2 separate regions of the Oryctolagus cuniculus genome follow, and region 2 is linked to region 1. A link is a contact called in public Micro-C data. All regions are on one chromosome and are shown on one strand. Each heading gives the region's core, a stretch centred on a gene start, on an enhancer-like site or on the middle of the called end of the contact. The rest is flanking DNA. Distances are from core to core; before and after follow the strand shown.

The links. A called contact is a pair of places that touch in the nucleus more often than the background predicts.
Region 2: a Micro-C map of ear pinna shows a contact between it and region 1, with 4 times the contacts expected there. The contact joins the promoter of NGLY1 here to the promoter of TOP2B in region 1. A contact is called at or near these places in 3 of 6 Hi-C or Micro-C datasets (ear pinna, psoas muscle and an unstated tissue).

What each region holds. Positions count from the first base shown.
Region 1 is chr4:161,757,837-161,762,654 of mOryCun1.1, forward strand. It overlaps TOP2B (DNA topoisomerase II beta), which reads right to left and starts at 2,191. Exons shown (of 36, transcript XM_051818505.2): 1 at 1,499-2,191. The coding sequence starts at 1,564.
Region 2 is chr4:161,886,934-161,891,675 of mOryCun1.1, forward strand. NGLY1 (N-glycanase 1) reads right to left here and starts at 2,188. Exons shown (of 12, transcript XM_051818511.2): 1 at 2,021-2,188. The coding sequence starts at 2,169. OXSM (3-oxoacyl-ACP synthase, mitochondrial) reads left to right here and starts at 2,929. Exons shown (of 5, transcript XM_070072879.1): 1 at 2,929-3,668.

The sequences.
Region 1 (4,818 bases), core at 941-3,440:
CTTCTGTAAATGAAAGTTTCCTATTGAGCTTGAAAGAAAAAGCAGTCATGTAATTATTTACAAAGTTAAGAGTTAAAATTAAAATATTGCTATCATGTTAAAACAAATTCAACCTTGCAGCAAAATGTTTATCATTATAAATCAAAGGGTCCTCAGAGAAGGCATGGATCAGGCCTCAACACTTTTCCAAATAGTCAAGGAAAGTTCAGGATACCATCTGGCTAACTAACTCCATTGCACATCTCATTTTAGTAAGGGGTTAAGGACCACCAATTTCAGAAAAGCTCTCTTCTGCAGATACCACCACCACCACCCCTTCCCCCAGGTTCACATGGACCACAACTTACTGACATTTTCTCTTCTGGCTTTAGTCAGTTCATACTTTCACACGACAGTCTTGAAGTAATATAAAAAATTCAGAAACATTCAACCATAGAGCCTGGCAACTTATTTCGCGAAGTACACCGGGACACACTTAAATGATGAAAATGTTTTTCTGCCACTAACAACCCTGTTTACAAGGGACAATTCACCCTAGACTCACCCAAAGACAAAAGGAAAATGAATGTAGTAATCCAAATGCCAACAGAAGTTCACTTGGGGTGTTTAAAAGGCCGGGGAGGTAACTCCATTGAAAGCCCTGAGTAGCAGTCAGGCAGCTTCGCTGCAAGTGTTGTGTGTGTAGGAAGTGACCCTGGTCTGAACTCCACGCTGAGCGCGTGAAACGCCAGCGAATTATCGATCTGCCGTGGGAATCCGGCCTCTCCAGTTCTTCCACTCGCCGCAGGAACCGAGCGCCGAAATCCTTGACCTACAGCCCCACGCGCTCGGGTCTGGTCGCCTCGGCCCCCACCCGCTTCACCTGAACCGCTGACGTAGGTAAGCGCTTCTTTGAATAATCCCACCCTGACAGATGGACAGAGCACCGCACATTAACCGCTGCGATGCCGTGACCCGGAGCCCTCGCCATCCTTGAGATCGCCCAAACTCCAGTGCCGACTGCTCGAGACGTCCAACCCCATTCTCTGAGACTGGAGCGCCAGCGATGGTTTCCTTTGGCGCGCGCACACACACACACACCCCTCATTCTCCCCGATTTTCCTGCTCCACCTTTGGAGAAAGCGCCGACCCACCCACACAGGCACTATGGCTAGCCCCACTGCCCTAGGAGCTAGGAAGAGAGAGAGAGAGGAGGCGGGGGCTACACGTTGTGTGATGGTGGATCCCCCCACACCACCCCCCAAAGTTTCAAGTGCACGCCTCGTTCTGCAGCCTGAGCTTCCGGAGAGGTAAGAGAAGGAATGCAGGAAGAAAAGAAAAAAAAAAAAAAGGCGCGGGGGGCTCTGCAGACGGGATTGCCCCCCTTCCTCCCCTCCCCCCACGGATCGGCCCCGCAGATTCCACCCCCTCCCCCGCGACCACCACCACCCCCACCGCGGGCCGCGAACAAAGCGGCGGCCGGGACGCCCGCCCCCCCCCGGGGGGGCCCGCCACTCACCACCCAGGTCAGCGCCCCGCCGCCCGCGCCGGCTCCAGCGCCGCCGCCGCCGCCCGACTTGGCCATGGCGGGCGCCTCCCGCTCACAGGCCCCGAAGCCGCGGCCGCCGCTCCCGCCTCCCTGCGGGCCGCTGGGCCCCGCCGCTCCGCACCGACCGCTCCGCTCGCCGGGCTCCTAGCCGCGCCGGCCCCAGCGCCCCATCGCCGAGACCCGGAGCGGACGTGCGGCCGAGCCCGCCGAGGAGGCCGCGCCGCCAGCCGCCGTCAAACTCGAGGCGCGGCGGCCGCGTCGCTCGGGCCTAGCGCGGCGCCTGAGGAGGAGGCGGAGAGAAAGCGGGAAGCGGCCGGCCGCGGCGCTGCCTCTTCCGCGGGCCCCACAGCCAGCAGGGCCTAAGCCCGGAGGCTCGAGCTGCGCAAGGGCGCCCGGACGTGGCGGGGACGCAGGGGCGCCTTGTCCTCCTCGCTCTCCGCCAAGGCCACAGCTCCGGTCGCCGGAGTCCTCGGCGCGGTCGCCGCCACGGCCTCAAAGGCGGCGTCCGACAGCCGCGCTGCACTCTCGGCCTCTCCACACGCACACAGCGAGAGGGACAATAAACAGAGCCGTCGCCGCCACGGTCGCCTCCCTCTAGTCCGGCATAACACCGCACACACACATTCGCGCACCCGGGTGGGGAGGGCGGGCGGGCGCGGCGGCAGCCCCCGCTGTCCATCAACTCCCCGCCGTCCAATCGGAGCCTTGTCGCCACTACCTCTCGACCAATCCCAAAATTCCAAGCCCCCCGGAGGGGCGGGACCCCGAGGGGGAAACGTCATTGCGGGTAGCAACCGAAAGGCAGACTTGAGGTTTTTTTGTTTGTGTGTATGTGTGTGTATGTGTGTGTGTCTGCTGTGGGTTTCCATTTGAAGGGGCAGCAGGGGCTGCTGTCAGGGGTCATTTGAGGGCGGCCAAGGCAAAGGGGCGAAGTGGCCTCGAGGCGACGGTAATCCTCCGAGCGCGCTGTTTACTCCAACACCCGGCCCGGGCGCCCAGGCGTTTCTTTGCCAGGGGCCCGCTAGGGCTGGGGGTGGGGCAGAGGGTGGGGGTGGCAGGAGGAAGCCGGGGGGCGGGAGGGGGAGTGTCCCAGCGGGAAATTATTTTTAAAGAGCGGTTGTAAACCGCAAGCGAGACGTTGTAGGGCACTGGTGCAAGGAGGGCCCCGTGACCCCAGCCTCCCCAAGGCCTCACATGGACACTGCTGTAGAAAGACATGACTCAGACCACCTCCTCCCTCCCCCAAAAAAGGATATGGTCCCAAGAAAACTGCACAGAGAGACGCGCCGAGAGCGTTCCAGGAACAGAATGCGGGCCCGGGGGGCCCGGGGTGAGCGTTCTGTTTCTACTTGACCGTGCTCGCTTCTGAGCCATGCGGAGATGTCACTGTCACTTTTCTTTCTCCAAGACCTTTAAGAAGGGACGCTGCATTTCAGCTACATTCAGCGGAATTCTCAAACGCACACTGAGGAATAAATCTATTCGCATTTAAGCTTTCTAAGAACGAACATTTCCCGTATAGCAACACCAAAGCCTTTGGCACATGGAAGAAGGCGTCTCTTCGTCCTGCTCTTCAAGTGTAATTCCATTAAACCAGTATTTGTTGGACACACACCTGCACCCTATGCCAAGCTCTACAATGGGTTCAAAATGAGAACAGTGCCCGATCTCAAGTCATTGATAATCTGGCTTGTTAAGAGACTCCAAGGGCGTTATCCATAGCCAAAATTAGTACTTGAGGGCTTGAAGAGCTACCTAAGAGCTGTGAAAGGAGAGCTTTAGATCAAGTACTTCTGCTTTGTGAAAAGGTGTTATTTGTGACTGTCTCGTCCAACTGTTCACTTCCTCTCAAGGGAAAACCGAAGTGGCTCAGGTTACATCTTTCAACTGCATTCTGAGTCCAGAGGTGCGGAATTCTGAAACATGGAAATAAACCAAGTTTTTCTTAATTAGCTCTCTAGTGGCCATGAATTTTGGGGACTTTGGTTGAGAACAGTGGGACCTTTCTTTACCTTGAACTTGGGGTACAAGCTGTAAATCTGACCAGGGTCTATTCTGGGCTGAGAGCCTCACCAACTAGCATCCATTGCCTTGTAATGTAAGTTCCCCACACCTCAACGTGTGCCTTGTTACAATGAGGACTTTCACTCTTGCATTTACTGCGACTTTAACATCTACAAATTCATATATGTTTTATGTTTAAAAAGAGTTAAACAATTTTTAAGGTTGTGAGGTTTTCATGAAAACACGCATAGAAAAATCCAAGTCATAGTCTATATAGCTGTCTTTTTAAAACAATTTCAGTTTTCAAAGCTTTTCACCTTCAAATTTGGAATAGAATATTCAAAAGTCAAACAGGTTCATGAAAATTATGTCCCTGTCACTTGCCAAATGAGGCATTGACTTCTTTAGCCAAAGTATGAAGAAACCCTATAACAAATGTTCCTTCCTAACATTGACTTACCTAAAAGAATCACAAATAAATGAGATTGAATATACATGCAAATAAATTTTAAAACAGGCTTATGATGAATGGTAGATGAATACCTCGATGAGCGATATTCAAAAAGTTTGTGGAAAAGTGCCTATTATGAAAAACTATGGGGCATTGGTGCTGCGGCATAGCAGGTAAAGCTGCTACCTGCAGTGCTGGCATCCCATATGGGCACCGGTTTGAGTCCCAACTGCTCCACTTCCGATCCAGCTCTGCTATGGCCTGGGAGAGCATTGGAAGATGGCCCAGGTCCTTGGGCCCCTGCGCCCATGTGGAAGACCTGGAAGAAGCTCCTGTCTCCTGGCTTCATATCAGCTCAGTTCTGGCTGTTGCTGCCAATTGGGGAGTGAACCAGCAGGTTGAAGACCTCTCTCTCTCTCTACCTCTCCCTCTCTGTGTAGCTCTTTGAAATAACAGAATCTTAAAAAGAAAGAAATTATGCATGGTTTCATAAGTTTTCATGACAAAGTAAATCTTATAATTCCATTTCTCCACGAGTTTTTGAAAGTACTTTCACATCAGATTCTAAAAAAAGTTTGTGTGATAAAAAATTATTTTTACTTGAGCACCACTTTGCCTTCTGGGGTAATGGCAATTTTCATTTACAAAGGAATTATAGCAAGAATTGTCAAGTTAAGAAGCTTTGAAGGATGAGCACTTAGCCTAGTAATTAAGACACCTGCATCTCAATTTAAAGTACCAGTCCTGGCTCTGGCCTGGACTCAGCTTCCAGCTAATGCAGATTCCTGAAGATGGTGGTGATGAATCAAGTAATTGGGTGTCTGACACCTAAATG
Region 2 (4,742 bases), core at 938-3,437, 130 kb after region 1:
CAGGTCATTTTATCTAAGAGTCAGTGAACAGAAAAAAAGGTTCAAATCCATGACATATTATGCCTGCAAATTAGCACGTATTTTATTCTATAATTACACTGATGGCTATCAGTTGGAGGATAGGCTAAATATCATCCAAAGCATACATTTAAAACTGAACCAAAAGTATTACTTTTGAGATTCAGTGTGTACAGTGACAAGTACTGGTGCTTAATAAAAACCTGATGAAATTCTCACTTCAGCACTCATTCTAGGAAACTGTATGTCATTTCCTGAGGTAAGAGCAAGGGACAGCAAACCAAAACCCTTTACACAATCCCTTACCTCTAATGCTAGATTGCCCCGAACAGCGTGGGGAACAGACAATCTTGAGCTTCTGTATTTTGCAGTTAGCTCAGCAGATCTGTAAGGTCAAGTGGTGGGAGACGCGGAGGGGATCTGAGGCTTTCCTGTAGGAAGCTGGCAAGCCTCCACATCCCCACCCGCTGTCTCACTGTCCCCCAGCCTGAAGGGGTTTGAACTCTGAGAATATGACGTTAGGGACACTATCAGCTAAGAAAAACTAAAAAGTGCAGTTTTCAATACCATCTCCAATTATCTGAGTTCCAAATTCATAATTCCCCTTTTAGATAGAAACTCTTGAACATCAGAATCAAGCCACAGTAAAGACAGTACATGGACTGATTCCATACCAAGAATCTTTCAGTTTACCAAACATTCAAAATGATTACCATGCACACAGTCATTCGCATGCAAAGGTTTCCTTCCGCAAAACACCCTGGTTCCACTGGCCGGGAAGCAGGAGTGAATCCTCATCACAAGGCCACCCGCCTTCTCTGAACAGCAGGGTTAAAACAGTTTGATGGCTGGCTTTCCAGGCTGGAAGACCAAGCTGATGGCCTCGGGAGAACACAGCCTATAAATTCGCTCACAGCAGCCACGGGCACCTGCGAACTCGGAAGGGCCGTATGGCCTCCAAGGGTAGGCAAGGTGAGTTGAGAAGGTGTCACAGAGAAGGAGGGTGGTCCTCACCTAGGTCACAATTCTCTGGCTGTGAACAGTCCACGTGCTGCATCTCTCACAGCTCCTGGCACATAATAAGGGGGTAACAGCTTGTCCCTTCAGTGTACTTTCAAAATCATTAACTTTACCTAAATAAACAATGCTGCTGCCATGGGTTTAAAAACTGCACTTGCAATTGCTCTAAAAATTGGGTCACATAGTGCCTACAGCCTTGAAAGTGAACTTTTAGACTTCATGCCAATCCACACACCGCTTAGAAGAGGAAGACGCGCCAGAACCTGCACAAGTGTGACCCAAGAGGGAACTCCATGGAAGCACCTGGAACTCCAGTCCCTTCCCCTAAAGCCATGTCCCTCCTGAAGACACACGGCCTGATTTGAAGAGTTGGGAGTGGCGGGGGTGGAGCATGACAATAATCAACCTTGCCTGACAATTCCCCCAACGGGTAAGGTCTCCTCCAAGGTGACAACCTTCACTAATTCTTAAAGGATCGCACTGCAAAGTGGACTCTAGATATTAATATATAAAGTGTAACTGAAGCACCATGGTTAATATTGCAACCAACAAACATGGGCAGAAAAAAAAAAAAAAAGCCCAAACCATGTGAAGCCCACCCCTTCCTAAACAGGAGCAGAAAGTAGTCCTGAGACGTTCAATCGGTCGCGGACCGCGCTGTGACAAGCGGCTGCACCTGCCAGCCACGCCGCTGGCACCGCCGCCCGGGCACTGAACACAGGCGAACCCCAGGCCGAGGCGCGGCGGGTCACCTGGGCGGCCGCCAGCAAACGCCCGGTCACACCTGCGAAGGCACTCGCTCTTCTCACGGCGCTGCGGCCTGGCCGGCGGAGCTGGAAGCTGAGCCGGGGCCACCCTCGGGCCCGGGCCCCTCCGGGCCTCGCCGCCTGCGCGCGGCCGGGGTCGGCGCCCCTCAGCCCCGGGCCGAGCAGGCGCCGCGGCCCACCCGCCCCGGCCCCCCGCCGGCCCTGCGGCCCCACACCTGAGGATGTTATCGGCGTAGGTGAGCAGCAGCTTGGAGGCCTCCAGAAAGGTCTCTGGGGTGTTCTGGCAGAGCTCGGCCACGGCCGGGGACGCCGAGCCCGAGGAGCCGCCCGGCGCCGCCGCCGCCGCCGCCGCCGCCGCCGCCATGCCCGAGCGCGCGCGTCCCGCACTGAGCAGGCGCCTCCGCGGCGCGGCCGCCGCCGCCGCTGCCCGCTAGGGGCGGTGTCCGGCCGGGGCGGGGGCGGGGCGCGGGCCGGAGGGACGGCGGTGTCCGGCCGGGGCGGGGTCGCGGGGCTCCTCGGGCGGGGCGGGGGCCGGAGGGACGGCGATGTCCGGCCGGGGCGGGGGCCTGCGGGGCGGGGGCGGGGCGCGGGCCGGAGGGACGGCGGTGTCCGGCCGGGGCGGGGGCCTGCGGGCGGGGGCGGGGCGCGGGCCGGAGGGACTGCGGTGTCCGGCCGGGGCGGGGCCTGCGGGGCGCGGGCCGGAGGGACGGCGGTGTCCGGCCGGGGCGGGGGTCGCGGGGCTCCTCAGGAGGGGCGGGGGCCTGCAGGGCCGGGGAGGGGGGTGGGAGGGGCTCGGGCCGGAGGGACGGCGGTGTCCGGCCGGGGCGGGGGCGCGGGGCTCCTCGGGAGGGGCGGGGGCCTGCGGGGCGGGGGAGGGGCGGGGGCCGGAGGGACGGCGGTGTCCGGCCGGGGCGGGGGCCTGCGGGGCGGGGGCGGGGCGCGGGCCGGAGGGACGGCGGTGTCCGGCTGGGGCGGGGGCCTGCGGGGCGGGGGGCGGGCCGGAGGGACGGCGGTGTCCGGCCGGGGCGGGGGCGCGGGGCTCCTCGGGCGGGGCGCGGGCTGGAGGGATGGCGGTGTCTGGCCGGGGCGGGGGCCTGCGGGCGGGGGCGGGGGCGGGGCGCGGGCCGGAGGGACGGCGGTGTCCGGCCGGGTCGGGGGGCGCGGAGTGCAGGTGTGGGCTGCGTCCGAGAGGGTCCGGGGAACTCGGCTTCCTCAGCGCCGAGTGCCAGCCGCCGGGACCCGGCCGCGAAGGTGGAGAGGCCGCTTCTGGTTCCTTGTCGTCACCACCAATAAAACACTGTTATGGCCTCTGTGCCCAGGCGGTGCTAGACAGATAGTAGCCATGGATGAAAAAGACCCCCAGAAGGAACGACCCCGGAAGGAACGAGCAACAGCCGTCCAAAAAAAAAGGAGCTTGGCCGTCAGCCCTGACGGGTTCCTGGTTATGCAGATTCTGAAGTCGGTTAAGTCCCGGCTCAGATAATAGGATTCAGTAAAGGAGTGTTTTGTAAACTTCAGGAGCCACGCGTCAGTGGGATGTGGTGGCCAGCATGAAACACATCCACAATAATAGTAGGATGTGGGGGGAGGGCCAGAGAATCAACATTTGCATCCCACACAGCAAGGGTGCTATTTCGGGACGGATCATGCTTTTAGTGTCTTGACTTCATGTTTTTCAGATACCTTATTTGCCTAAGAAGCCTCTTTAAATCTTCTCGATGCTTCATCTTATGTTGACTTTGAGGATTTAAAATTCTCTTCAGTGTCTGAGCGAAATTGTGAGCTGTGCAGTCCATTTCTGCTACCATTCATCTGCCAGATGATAACTTTTTGTACTAGCTTCAAGAATAGTGTGTTCAACAGGTAGTATGTGGTGAGCTGCTGTAACTAAAATTTTTGGTGGCTTAACGAATAATTCCTTTCTGGCTCACCTAAGAGTTTGATAATGCAGGTGTCATTAGTCATTAGTGGGCCCAGGCTTCTTCCATTCTTAGAACAGGAGCCAACAAACGTTTAAGAGCCAGAGAGTAAATGTTTTAGGCTTTGCAGGACTTAGGGCCTGCCTTTATTTAACTCTGCCTCTGCATTTGTAGCTCCATAGAATAAGCGAGTGTGGTTTTGTTCTGACATTTTATTTACGGACTTGCAGCCTGCTGGATTTGTCCTACAGGCGTAGTTTGCTAACTCTTGCCATAGGCCTCTGAGACTTCTTCGTTTAATTGAGCAGAAAGAAGGCCTGCATACTTCTTAACCCCACTATGCCACAAATGATATACAGTGTTTGCACTGATCCTTGACAAGTATGAGGCTTCTACTAGATAACAGAGAGGGAGTGGAGGCTGGCAAGTGTAGTCCCTACACGGACAGGCACCTCCCACAACTACATAAGGGGAAAGGGAGTGGCACTGGGTATATAACCAGCTGTCTCTATTGCCAATGATAATCTCCTAAATTTGGGTTTCTCTTTTCCATTTATATGTGTTTATCCTTATAATCACATAAGAATATGACAATATATGGCAATTATGACTTTAAAAAAAAGAAGCCATTTTTCATATAAAGTCTAAGGAAGAATCTTTATACACAAAACACCAAGGCGAAATGCCTTGGAATTGGAGGTGTGTAAGAGGAGGGGCAGAATGCCATCAGCTCAGCCTTCCCTTCACAGATACAATGGCCATAGGGTACTTCTGTGGGGACCATGCATCCACAGTGAAAAACCAATGCCATAACATTAACACTGAAACTGAGTCCCTGTGCTAATGCACTTGTAGACTTTATCAGCCCCTAGCCTTGCCTCTTAGCTTGCAGTCCCCCTGTCTCCAATTGATGATTGCAAGTCAACTCCTTAAGAATAACTCATTAAATTAAGGAAGTAGTGCAAGATCAGTCCCCACAAGACCCCAGATCACAAGACTCAGAATTCAATGATCACTT